Regions from separate parts of the Urocitellus parryii genome. Here region 1 is linked to region 2. A link is a contact called in public Hi-C data. All regions are on one chromosome and are shown on one strand. Each heading gives the region's core, a stretch centred on a gene start, on an enhancer-like site or on the middle of the called end of the contact. The rest is flanking DNA. Distances are from core to core; before and after follow the strand shown.

Evidence for each region. Hi-C and Micro-C count contacts between places; a contact is called where the count stands out from the background.
Region 1: a contact with region 2 is called in a Hi-C map of muscle, with 6 times the contacts expected there. The contact joins the promoter of Zmpste24 here to the promoter of Cap1 in region 2. A contact is called at or near these places in 2 of 2 Hi-C or Micro-C datasets (liver and muscle).

The regions. Positions count from the first base shown.
Region 1 is chr11:25,239,256-25,244,862 of mUroPar1.hap1, reverse strand. Zmpste24 (zinc metallopeptidase STE24) reads right to left here and starts at 1,624. Exons shown (of 11, transcript XM_077791017.1): 1 at 1,311-1,624. The coding sequence starts at 1,433.
Region 2 is chr11:25,050,281-25,055,095 of mUroPar1.hap1, reverse strand. It overlaps Cap1 (cyclase associated actin cytoskeleton regulatory protein 1), which reads right to left and starts at 2,166. Exons shown (of 13, transcript XM_026393389.2): 1 at 2,065-2,166.

The DNA of each region.
Region 1 (5,607 bases), core at 375-2,874, 190 kb before region 2:
ATCCCCACCTCACATTTTTTATTTGTTACAGAGAAATGAACCCAGGGACGCTTTGCCCCTGAGCTTCATCCCCAGCTCTTTTTATTTTTTAAAGACGGTCCAGTTGCTGGGATTACCGCCCCCCCCCACCCTCTAAGATTTTGAGACAGATTCATAATTCATAACAAATAATTGCCCATAGTGGCCTCCAAGTTTTGCTCTTCCTGCCTCCACCTCCAGAGTAGCTGGGGCCAAAGGTGTGTGCCGCTAGGATACTATTTAAAAATTTTTTAACGAAAATAATGTAAATATAATACTTTTTTTGGCAAAAACATATGTACTTTAAGGAGATTAAAAAGAAAAAAGGGGGATGGGGTTGCGACTCAGAGGTAGAGCGCTCGCCTAGCATGAACGATGCCTTGGGTTCGATCCTCAACACCACAATAAAGATATTGTGTCCAGGGGCTGGGGATGTGGCTCAAGCGGTAGCGCGCTCGCCTGGCAGGCGTGCGGCCTGGGTTCGATCCTCAGCACCACATACCAACAAAGATGTTGTGTCCGCCGAGAACTAAAAAATAAATATTAAAAATTCTCTCTCTCTCTCTCTCTCTCCCTCTCCCCTCTCTCTTTAAAAAATAAATAAATAAATAAAGGTGTTGTGTCCATCTACAACTAAAAAAATATTTAAAAAAAAAAAGATAGTGTCCATCTACAACTAAAAAATAAAATATTTATTAAAAAAAAAAGAAAAAGAAAAAAGGATGGGCAGGGGGTTGTGGCTTTGTGGTAGAGCGCTCAACTGGCAAGCGTGAGGCACTGGGTTCCATCCTCAGCATCATGTAAAAATAAATGTATTGTGTCCACCTACAACTAAAGAAAAAATATGAAAAATTTATCAAAAAGAAAAAAGAGAGTGTCAGTCCTTGGAAGAATTGCAACATCTTTATTTTCAGAAAATGGTTTCCTAATCCTGTGGTTGAGTAGGATAACACGAATATCATGGGGAAGTTGTGATTCGAATATGTCAGCAGCTTTCTTTTGAAGGCTTACATCAAAGATAAAGGAGTCTGGGTCTGGACCCAAAGAACCAAAGAGGCTGTAGGGCAGGCATAAGCTCAAACTTGAGGGGGCTACCTTTTCCTTTCTTAAGGCCCTAGGGTCTCACGAAAAACTTCCCTGAGGTACCAAGAACCCCTAAAAGCCAAGTCCGCCATAGGGCCAAGTTAGAAGGCCCAGCAAGGGTTACGGGGTTGAAACTGGTGCTGGGTCCATTCCGAGCCTGGCCTAGGGCTGGCGGGTGTTGAGTTCAGGTGGGCCCTGTCTAGGCTCACCTGCCGCTGTGCTAGGAAGGTCTCCCAAAGATACACTGTCCAGGAAAAGAGCAACACCGCCCCGAAGATACGCTTCTCCGCGGGCATCTCCCACATGGCGTCCAGCGACGCCGACATCCCCATGGCCACCCGGTTCCACAGGATCCTTCAGCGTGCACCGGTGCCACACTGACACCCGTCCTCTCAAAGAGTCCCCGCGGTGCCACAGCGATATAGGTCCCTTCCGAGTGCCTCTACACAGACACCCGCCCCCATACCAGCCCCTCCGCGCAGCCGGCAGTGTCGCAAAAGCACTCCTCTTCTTGCCTCCACCCGCTGGGGACTTCTAGTTTCTCATAGGAAAGGACCAGCCCCACCTTCCTCACTTCCGGCCCAAACGGGGAGGGAGCCCAGACGCTGAGTTCCGGCCCTGACTGAGCTTGCGTTGCACCTACATCCATCCCCCGCCCCTCGACATTGGGTTCCTGCCCAGGGTTCTGGCTTTCTTCCTGGGCTTTATACCGCGGCCGGGGGCGGGGCTTTCTAACCTCTCAAGTGGCAATTCCTTTAGGTTTTGGGGCCTTGGTTGCCCAGAATGGGCTGCGGCATATTCTGTGTTTTCCTGGGCTGGGACGAGCTGACAGAAATTCTGGGCTTAGGGGCTGGGGTTGTGGCTCAGTGGCAGAGAGTTTGCGTCGCATGCATGAGGCCCTGGGTTCGATCCCCAGCACCACATAAAAATAAATAAATAAAAGTGAAGATATTGTGTTCATCTACAACTAAAAAAAAAAAAATAAAATTAAAAAAAAAAAGAAATTCTGGGTTTAGCGGTCGCCGACCCAGTGGGCCGCCATCCGCACCCAGAGGTGGCTGGGAAGAATGGGCGAGTATAGTAGGCGTCCCAGGCTGTCAAAATCTTTGCTGTTGGCTCGTGCTGTCCAGCTGCGGTAGGTGCATCCCTGGGATACCAGAAGAACGAGGCGAGGCATTGCACATGGAGTGTTTTGGCCTATATTGGCGTGTTCTGACTTCAAGTGTATTAGATGAGAATGACGGTAGCAATGAGAATTTCACTTGCAGACCTTATTATCTCATCCACCCCAAGTGTACTTGGAAGTGGCATTTTGCCCAATTGTGCCCTGGGGTAAGGCAAGAATAGGGTAGGTTAGAAATACCTGAAACGAAAGTCCCGTCTTTATCTAGGGGACAAACTCTGATCAAGTCTCAGTGCCATTTCTGTCTTGGAATTCAGAAGTGAAATGTGTCACTGCGACACCTGTCAACACATTTATTTTACTTGAAAACCGAAGTCAGAATTTTTCTGACCAAAAGTAAATCTAATTTGGTTAATTAGTTCTATAGACTGGTGTTGCTAAGTTGGCTAATTTTTTTAAACAATAAATTTAACTAAATCTATTTAAATTAGTGATACTGCGACTCTGGAGGCTGAGGCAGGAGCATCACAAGTTCAGGGCCAGACTCAGCAATTTAGGAAGACTCTGTCTAGAATTAAAAAAAAAAAAAAAAGCAAATGGTTATAATAATAAGATAACAAATTATTTTGCAAGTCAGATGTTCTCCAGTTCTTTATTTACAGCAAAATTAATGGCTGACCTAATTGAATTGTCAGCTGATGAAATATCACTTTTAATTTTGGGACTATAACTCAGAAAAAAAGCCCCAAAATTGATTGACATTACTAAAACAAAACTACTAGCATTTTCATATTCTTATTTATTTGAATATTTCTTAGCCTTGTGTTTATTAAAACAAAAAAGGAGGGGCTGGGATGTGGCTCAAGCGGTAGCGCGCTCGCCTGGCATGCGTGCGGCCTGGGTTTGATCCTCAGCACCACATACCAACAAAGATGTTGTGTCCTCCAAGAACTAAGAAATAAAATATTAAAAATTCAAAAAACAAAAAAGGAATGGAATTGAAACTGAATCCTGTTGATTTAGCAGTAAGCAATACTCACCTAGGTGCATGAATTAATTGATAGGAAAGCCCCATCTATTTTAGGGCTTTATACATGTTATTCAAGCCCTCTACCAACTGAGCTTCATCCCCAGACATAAGAAATACTTTCTCAATAGAATTATACCACTTATGTTTCTGTATTATCAAAATTTGTAATTGTGTTGTTTTGACTAGCTATATACTAAATTGCAATGATAATTCAGAATTCTTTCTAATACCTAGAACCATAAGTTACAGGGAATTGTTAAAAATTTTACTTTCAAGCATATTTTTATTGTAAAGAAGTGATCAATAAAACGTTTTTCAAACATTAATTACATTTGGATAACTTTGGGGAAAAGAACCTAAATATAAGTTAGAGATGATAAAGGAGCAATGTTAAGACTGTCTTGCCTGCTAGAGAGGGGTCACATTCTCCCTTGAATGTGTATTACTTTTCTCACCCCAAAGGTTCTGACTCAAGATTAATTCTCCCCCGAATGTGTATTTCTTACTTTACCCCAAAGGATGTCTCTTACTCTTGGGATGGCCTGCATTCTCCCCTTGCTTTTCTTTTCTTTTCTTTTTTTTTTTTTTTTTGAGAATTTTTCAATATTTATTTTTTAGTTCTCGGCGGACACAACATCTTTGTTGGTATGTGGTGCTGAGGATCGAACCCGGGCCGCACACATGCCAGGTAAGCGCGCTACCGCGTGAGCCACATCCCCAGCCCTCTCCCCTTGCTTTTCTAAATAAAATTCTGTGCCTACTGGGGTAGGGTGGGGAGAATGATGTTGAAAGCTCATTTATGTATTTTTTTAATGGATGAGGGTGTTTATTCAATTGTTATATACTTTCTGTTGATGTATTATAAAAAGTGATTTCACAGTTTTTAATTATCAGTGTTTATAATTTGCTAGAATTTACATTGCAACTATTTAAACTTACATTGAAAACTTTTAGATGGAAGGATAAACACCTTCAAAATATTCTCTTCTAAGGTCATCTTTATTATGCCCTCTTACTTTTCTTGTCCTTACTTATCTGTGAGTCCAAAGCCTCACTAAAACTTCTGTCACTCAAACTTTTTTTTTTAAAGAGAGAGTGAGAGAGAGTGGGAGAGAGAGAGAGAATTTTAATATTTATTTTTTAGTATTTGGCGGACACAACATCTTTGTTTTTATGTGGTGCTGAGGATTGAACCCAGTGCCTCGAGCGCTACCGCTCGAGCCACATCCCCAGCCCTGTCACTCAAACTTTTGACAAAGAGCACAAGTTTAGACTAAAGCTGCTTGAGTGCCAGTCATAACCATGATTAGTAAGTTATTTACCCTTTGTGCATCAGTTGCTCATCAGTACAGTGAGAGGGTACTTAACCTCCTTCATTGTTAGGATCAAATAAGAAAATTCATGTAAAGCTCTAAGCAATGTACATGACCAAATAAGTACCCAGTAAAGGCTAGCTACTAGCTCTTCATGCTTGGGAAAATGGCATCAGTGATCTGTCCCTGTGTTTGAAGAGAAAGGAACCAGAAGATGGTGTGAAGTTTCAAAGCCAAAACTGACTGCAGTTCATTCATTCAAGAAAAATATCTGCAAAATACCAGACACTGCTAAGTGTGAGTGTGAACCAAACAAAGCCCATCCTTTCCTGAAACTTATATTCTTAGTGGGCTGGGGTGGATGGAGTGAGAGATGATAAGCAAATATATCACAGTAAAAGTGGAGGTGGTGATAAGTGCTATGAAGAAAAAAACAGAGAAAAGGGAATAGAGTGTATTGGTGTGAGGGGCACTAATTTACATAAGATGGTCAAGGAAGGCCTTTAAGATTAGCCAACAGTTGATCTCAGACCCCTACCCCCAAAAAAGTGGGTAACTGGGGAAAATGTCAATCAGAGTGAACAGTGTAAAGACCCTGAGGTTGGACAATGCTTAACCCACCTGGGGACTGGTAAGAAGGTAAGAAAGAGTAAGGAGAAAGGGAAATGCAGATCCTGATGTTACCGCTGTTTACCAGTGACGGTGATGAGTCCTTGCTTCTGCAATGCTGAAGTATAACACCAGAGAAGCACGCCAAGGCAAGTTTAGAGTGGAAAGTAGAAGCTTTATTAAAGGACAGCAGAAAAGACTTCTCCCAGGAGGAAGAAAAGGACCCAAGAGGTGGAATCCCTGGAAGGGTGAGGCCGACCCTCTTTTATAGCTAAGGTCTTCTTTCAGCTTTCCCGCATTCTGTCAGGTTCCTGTCCTTTGTTGTTATCTTGCAGTGATAGAATGTAGGTGGGGAGACCCAAAAGGTGAGGGGCAGATGAGCCTGAGGAGTAATCTTGGGCAAGAAGGGCCTGGAGGCCTTTTAATTAGCA
Region 2 (4,815 bases), core at 917-3,416:
CTTGTCCATTTCCACTTCCCCTCTTAGTTCAGGCCATGACTACAGCAACAGCTTCCAAACACTTCTACTTCTCCAGTGTCTGGTTCCTTTCCACTCAAGAGAGTGTATTTTCTAAAACAAATCTGATCACATCTTTTTCCCACATAAAGCCCATCAAAGCAGGGGCTGGGGTTGTGGTTCAGTGGTAGAGCACTTGTCTAGCATGTGCAAGGCACTGGGTTTGATTCTCTGCACCACATATAAATAAATAAATAAAGGTCCATGAACAACTAATAAAAATATTTTTTTAAAAATCATCAAAGCATTCCCATAACTTCTGGTGCAAAATCCAAATTCCTCAGCATGAAGTCCTCCATAGTTGACTCCATCACATATTACTTCCTCCACTTCTCCAAGCATTTATGGAATTCCAGTCAGTCTTTCACAAGTCCAGGTCTCCATGTCCTTGCACATGCAGTTCTCTTTACCTGGAAATACCTTTCCCAGATCACTATATGGTTAAAATAAAAAAAATCTTATTTATTCTCCCATTCCTACCTGGAAGCCTGGAAATCTGGTTTAGGTATTTCTCCTCTATGTTCTCATAGCCTTGTATTCATTACAGTACATAAAGTAAGCTATCTTTGATTTACTTGCCTGTTTCCTCCTGTTCTGTAAACTTCATGAGAACAAGTATATTCTTAGCCACAAGGGCTAAATGCCTCATTTAATATGTACTTCACACATTTAAAAGTCCAATAATAGATTGGTAAATAATGAAAGTGTTGAGCTACCCCTAGATTTTCATTTAGAGATCCTTACAAAGAGCTCAAATTTACATAGTTCTGAAAATAACCTCTGTATAAAATGTCCTCATCTCCTCTTCATTATTCTATTCATCGTTCAAATTTTTCCCCCTTGTTACATAATTCCATAGCACCCTGTTATTCCTAACACTCAACACATTTATACTTATTTCTGAAAGGTTTCTGCAAACACTGCTAGTCCATGAGGGCAGGGACTAGCTTGTTTTGTTTCAAAGCATCATTCACTGAATCCGGGAGAAGGCTGGTACAGAATAAACATAATGTTATGCACTGAGTTTAATCCTGGGAGGTGAGCAGAGACCACTTAAAAATAGGCAAAATGAGACATAAAGAAGTTAAATAAAGCCAACCGTAGTATCTACTCCGGAGACTGAGGCAGGCGGATCAAAAATTCCAGGCCACCCTGGGCTACTTGGCGGAGATCCTGTCTCAAAATGAAAAATAGAAAAGGTTGGAGATTTAACTCAGTGAGCGAGGGAGCGAGGGCAGTTAAATAAGGCATCTGTAACTACAGATTCTCAGTAATGGGGCCACACCAACACCTGATTTTAGTTCCGAAAGCACGCAACCCCGCCAATAAAGTTAGCTTGGCTTTTCGGAGTTAAGAGCAGCAATCTCGGAGTAAAGAGATGCTATCTGAATGCAAAGGCAGGACTTGCCTCTTTTAAAAACTTCCCACGTATCTCAAACAGCTAAATGTATTTAAAAAAAAAAAAAAAAAAGTTCCACGCATCAGGTGGCCTTTAACCAACAGCTGCCCGGACCGGAAGACTACTCCAAGTTAAGAGGCATATCAAGGTAATGAACGTCGGAAGGATCTGGTACTGGTTATCTATGAAAACAAAGTAATAATTCCGATTCTCTTCCTCACTCTATACATGATCGTAGACCAACTGCTTCCCGTTTTCGGGGATCAATTTACCCATCCGTGAGATGGGAGCGAGTCGGGGGAAAGGGAAGACTCTAAGGTCTCGGAGGTTCCTTTCAGTTAGGGCACGTTAGGAATGAGGTCTCCGCTGAGGTTGACATACAGCGCTGTGAAATCGAATGGAGGGGCCTCTCCAGGACCGCCCGGCTCAGCCGGTCACCCCGGCCCCACCTCAAGAGACCGCACCCAGGAGTCCGAGTCAGCCTGAGGGCCTCACCCCAGCCCCTTCAGCAGGGATCGGCCACTAACAATACCAGGAACCGGTGGGCCCCGGAAAGAACCCCAGTCCCTACCCAGCCGCGTACCCTCACCTTAAGAGTTCTGCCTCACCTCGGGACTCCGCTCAGCCGCTCTCCACTTCCGGCAAGAACCGCCCAGCAATCTTCGCGCGCCCCACTTCCGGGCCCTCACTGGGCGCGGCACTCCCACCGGAAATGAACCTCAGATTGAACCGCTAGGCTGGACCCGCACTGGGGAGGAAGTCGGCTGCCCGGCTCGTGACTCCGCCCCTATTCACCACGCTTGGGAAAGCGAATCAGGGCTAGCGCAGAGGGCACTTGGTAAAGAGCCCCGCCCAGAGGCGGGAGCGAGCCGGGGAGGGCGTGTTCGTAGGTCCGGCCATGCTCCTCTGTCCACCGCTCCTATCAGGAGTCGCCCCGGACCAATGAAGGGCCGAAATCACAGGCTGAAGCCCCTCCTCCAGAAGAGAGAACAGATGAGTGGCCGATTCTCCTGTCAGTTTGGTGTCAATAGCAAAGTCCGGACCGTTTCACGGCGTTACGGAAGGGGCCTCGGAAGGACTAGAGAAACGGAGTCAGAGTATCCGAGCCCGGGAGGCCATCAACTCTCTATGGGGGGGTCGAGGCCAACTTCACCTCTACTTCGGTTTCCGGGTTTGTGATTCGCAGAGGCAGCTGGACTGCCCAGTGTTCTAAGAGGACTTGGGGAGGCTGGGCGATAGAAAGGCTATTAGCTAGCACGCTCTGTACCCAGCCCGTGGGTCTGGGCGTTCCCGTCCTCGCCCGACTTTCTCGCCCCGGGCTGGGAAGGTGGAGAAAAACTCTCCATTCTCACCCCACTTCCTGTTTGCTGGGTGCACTCTGTGACCATAGATGGTCAGGTCTGGGTCTGTGCGGAAGCCGCCGCCGCCTAGCAGCCGCAGTCCTTCCTCCCGGCGCGCAGGGTGTGGTCCCTGAGAATAAGATGAGCTGAATTAAGAAATTCTGCCTCATTACGCAAAAATCCGGTTTCTGAGGCATCCTTGCTCCAGGCAGGTATACCCAGTCCTCTGCTAATAAGTCCGAGGGCGATTTAGCGTTGCAGCCTATGGGAAAGACTTCGCTTTCTTGCTCCTTGGACCGATGATTGCATATTTGTTCCTTCTGGGCTCACACTTTCCCAACCGGTCGTTATCCTCCCACATGATTTATTTCTAGAAAAAAAATTGGTAAGTGCTACAGTTCCCACCCCTTCAACCGAATGCCTGTGACAGCTCCGTGTTCAAGTGGAATGCAGGTATTATATGCCAGAGTCATTCAACAAATATAGTTCTTATAATAATAGTTACCATTTTCTGTGCAGTGACTACACTCCAGGTCTGTGCTGAATGCTTCAAACGCGATTTCGTTTAATTTTAAAAGCATCTCTGTTCTATGCCCTCAGGTTTTCAAATAAGGAAGCTGAATAATTTGCCAAGCAAGGTCATAAAGTAACTGTTGGAACTTTGAAGGGAACACATCTGACTCTAACCCCCTTGAGTTTAACCCATATGAAAGACCATACTGGAATTATTTGAGGCAGTGAAAGCCTCTGCATCTGGAGATCTCAGGTTCAACATCTCAGTCCTATCCTGAGCCCTTTACTAGGGGTCAGACTTTGCTCGATTACCCTGGATAATTCACTGGGCCTCTTCCCAATTTTATAACTTCCAGTATGTTTAAAAGAAAAATGACAACATGAGAAAGTATGGTACAAAAATTGTAGTATATTTTAAATTTTACATTTAACCAAAAACACTGTCTCACAGTACACACTAACTATATTTGGACAACATTGTCATGTCATATTTAGGCTGGGCATAGTCTTTTTTTTTCTTTTTATTTGTTCTTTTTAGATACACATGACAGTAGGATGTATTTTGGCATATTATACATACATAAAGTATAACTTATTCTAATTAGGATCCTATTCTTGTGGTTGTACATGATGCAGTTATCCTGGTCGTGTATTCAAATACAAAGATAGGAAAGTTATGTCCCATTAATTCGACGTCCTTCCTATTTCCCTCAGAACATTCAGCCTTTGGTTTTGGGGGACTGTTTTATTTCCTTAGCATGATATTCTCCAACTCCATCCATTTACTGGCAAATGCCATAATTCCACTTTTCTTTAAAGCTGAGTAATATTGCATTGAGTATATACACCACTTTTTCTTTATCCATTCATCTATTGAAGGACACCTAGGTTTGTTCCATAGCTTGGCTATTATGAATTGAGCTACTATAAACATTGATGTGGCTGCGTCACTGTACTATGCTGATTTTAAATTCTTTGCATATAGACTGAGGAGTAGGATAGCTGGGTCAAATGGTGGTTCCATTCCAAGTTTTCTAAGTAATCTCCATACTGCTTTCCATAGTGATTGCACCAATTTGTAGTCCCATGAGAAATGTAAGAGAATACCTTTCTCCCCACATCCTCACCAACATTTATTGTTACTTGTATTCTTTATAATTGCTATTCTGGAGTGAGTTGGGCAGTCTTACAGGCCTATAATCCTAGGGACTGGGAAGGCCTCATCAGAAGATCACAAGGTGGAAGCCAGCCTCAACAATTTAGTGAGATTCTCTCAAAATATAAAAGGGCTGGGGATATAGCTCAGTGGAAGAGTGTTCCTGGGTTTAATCCCCAACAGAAGGAAAAAAGAAGAAGAAAAAAGGTTAAGTGTATGTGAAACCTAGGGCAAATAGCCCCACTAGCCCTTGTAATCTTCATTCTACATTTAACCCTTCCAAATCTCTTTCTGTGATAGGGACACAAAATGCACAGACCATACATGCATCCTAAAGGAAGAGGAGAGAG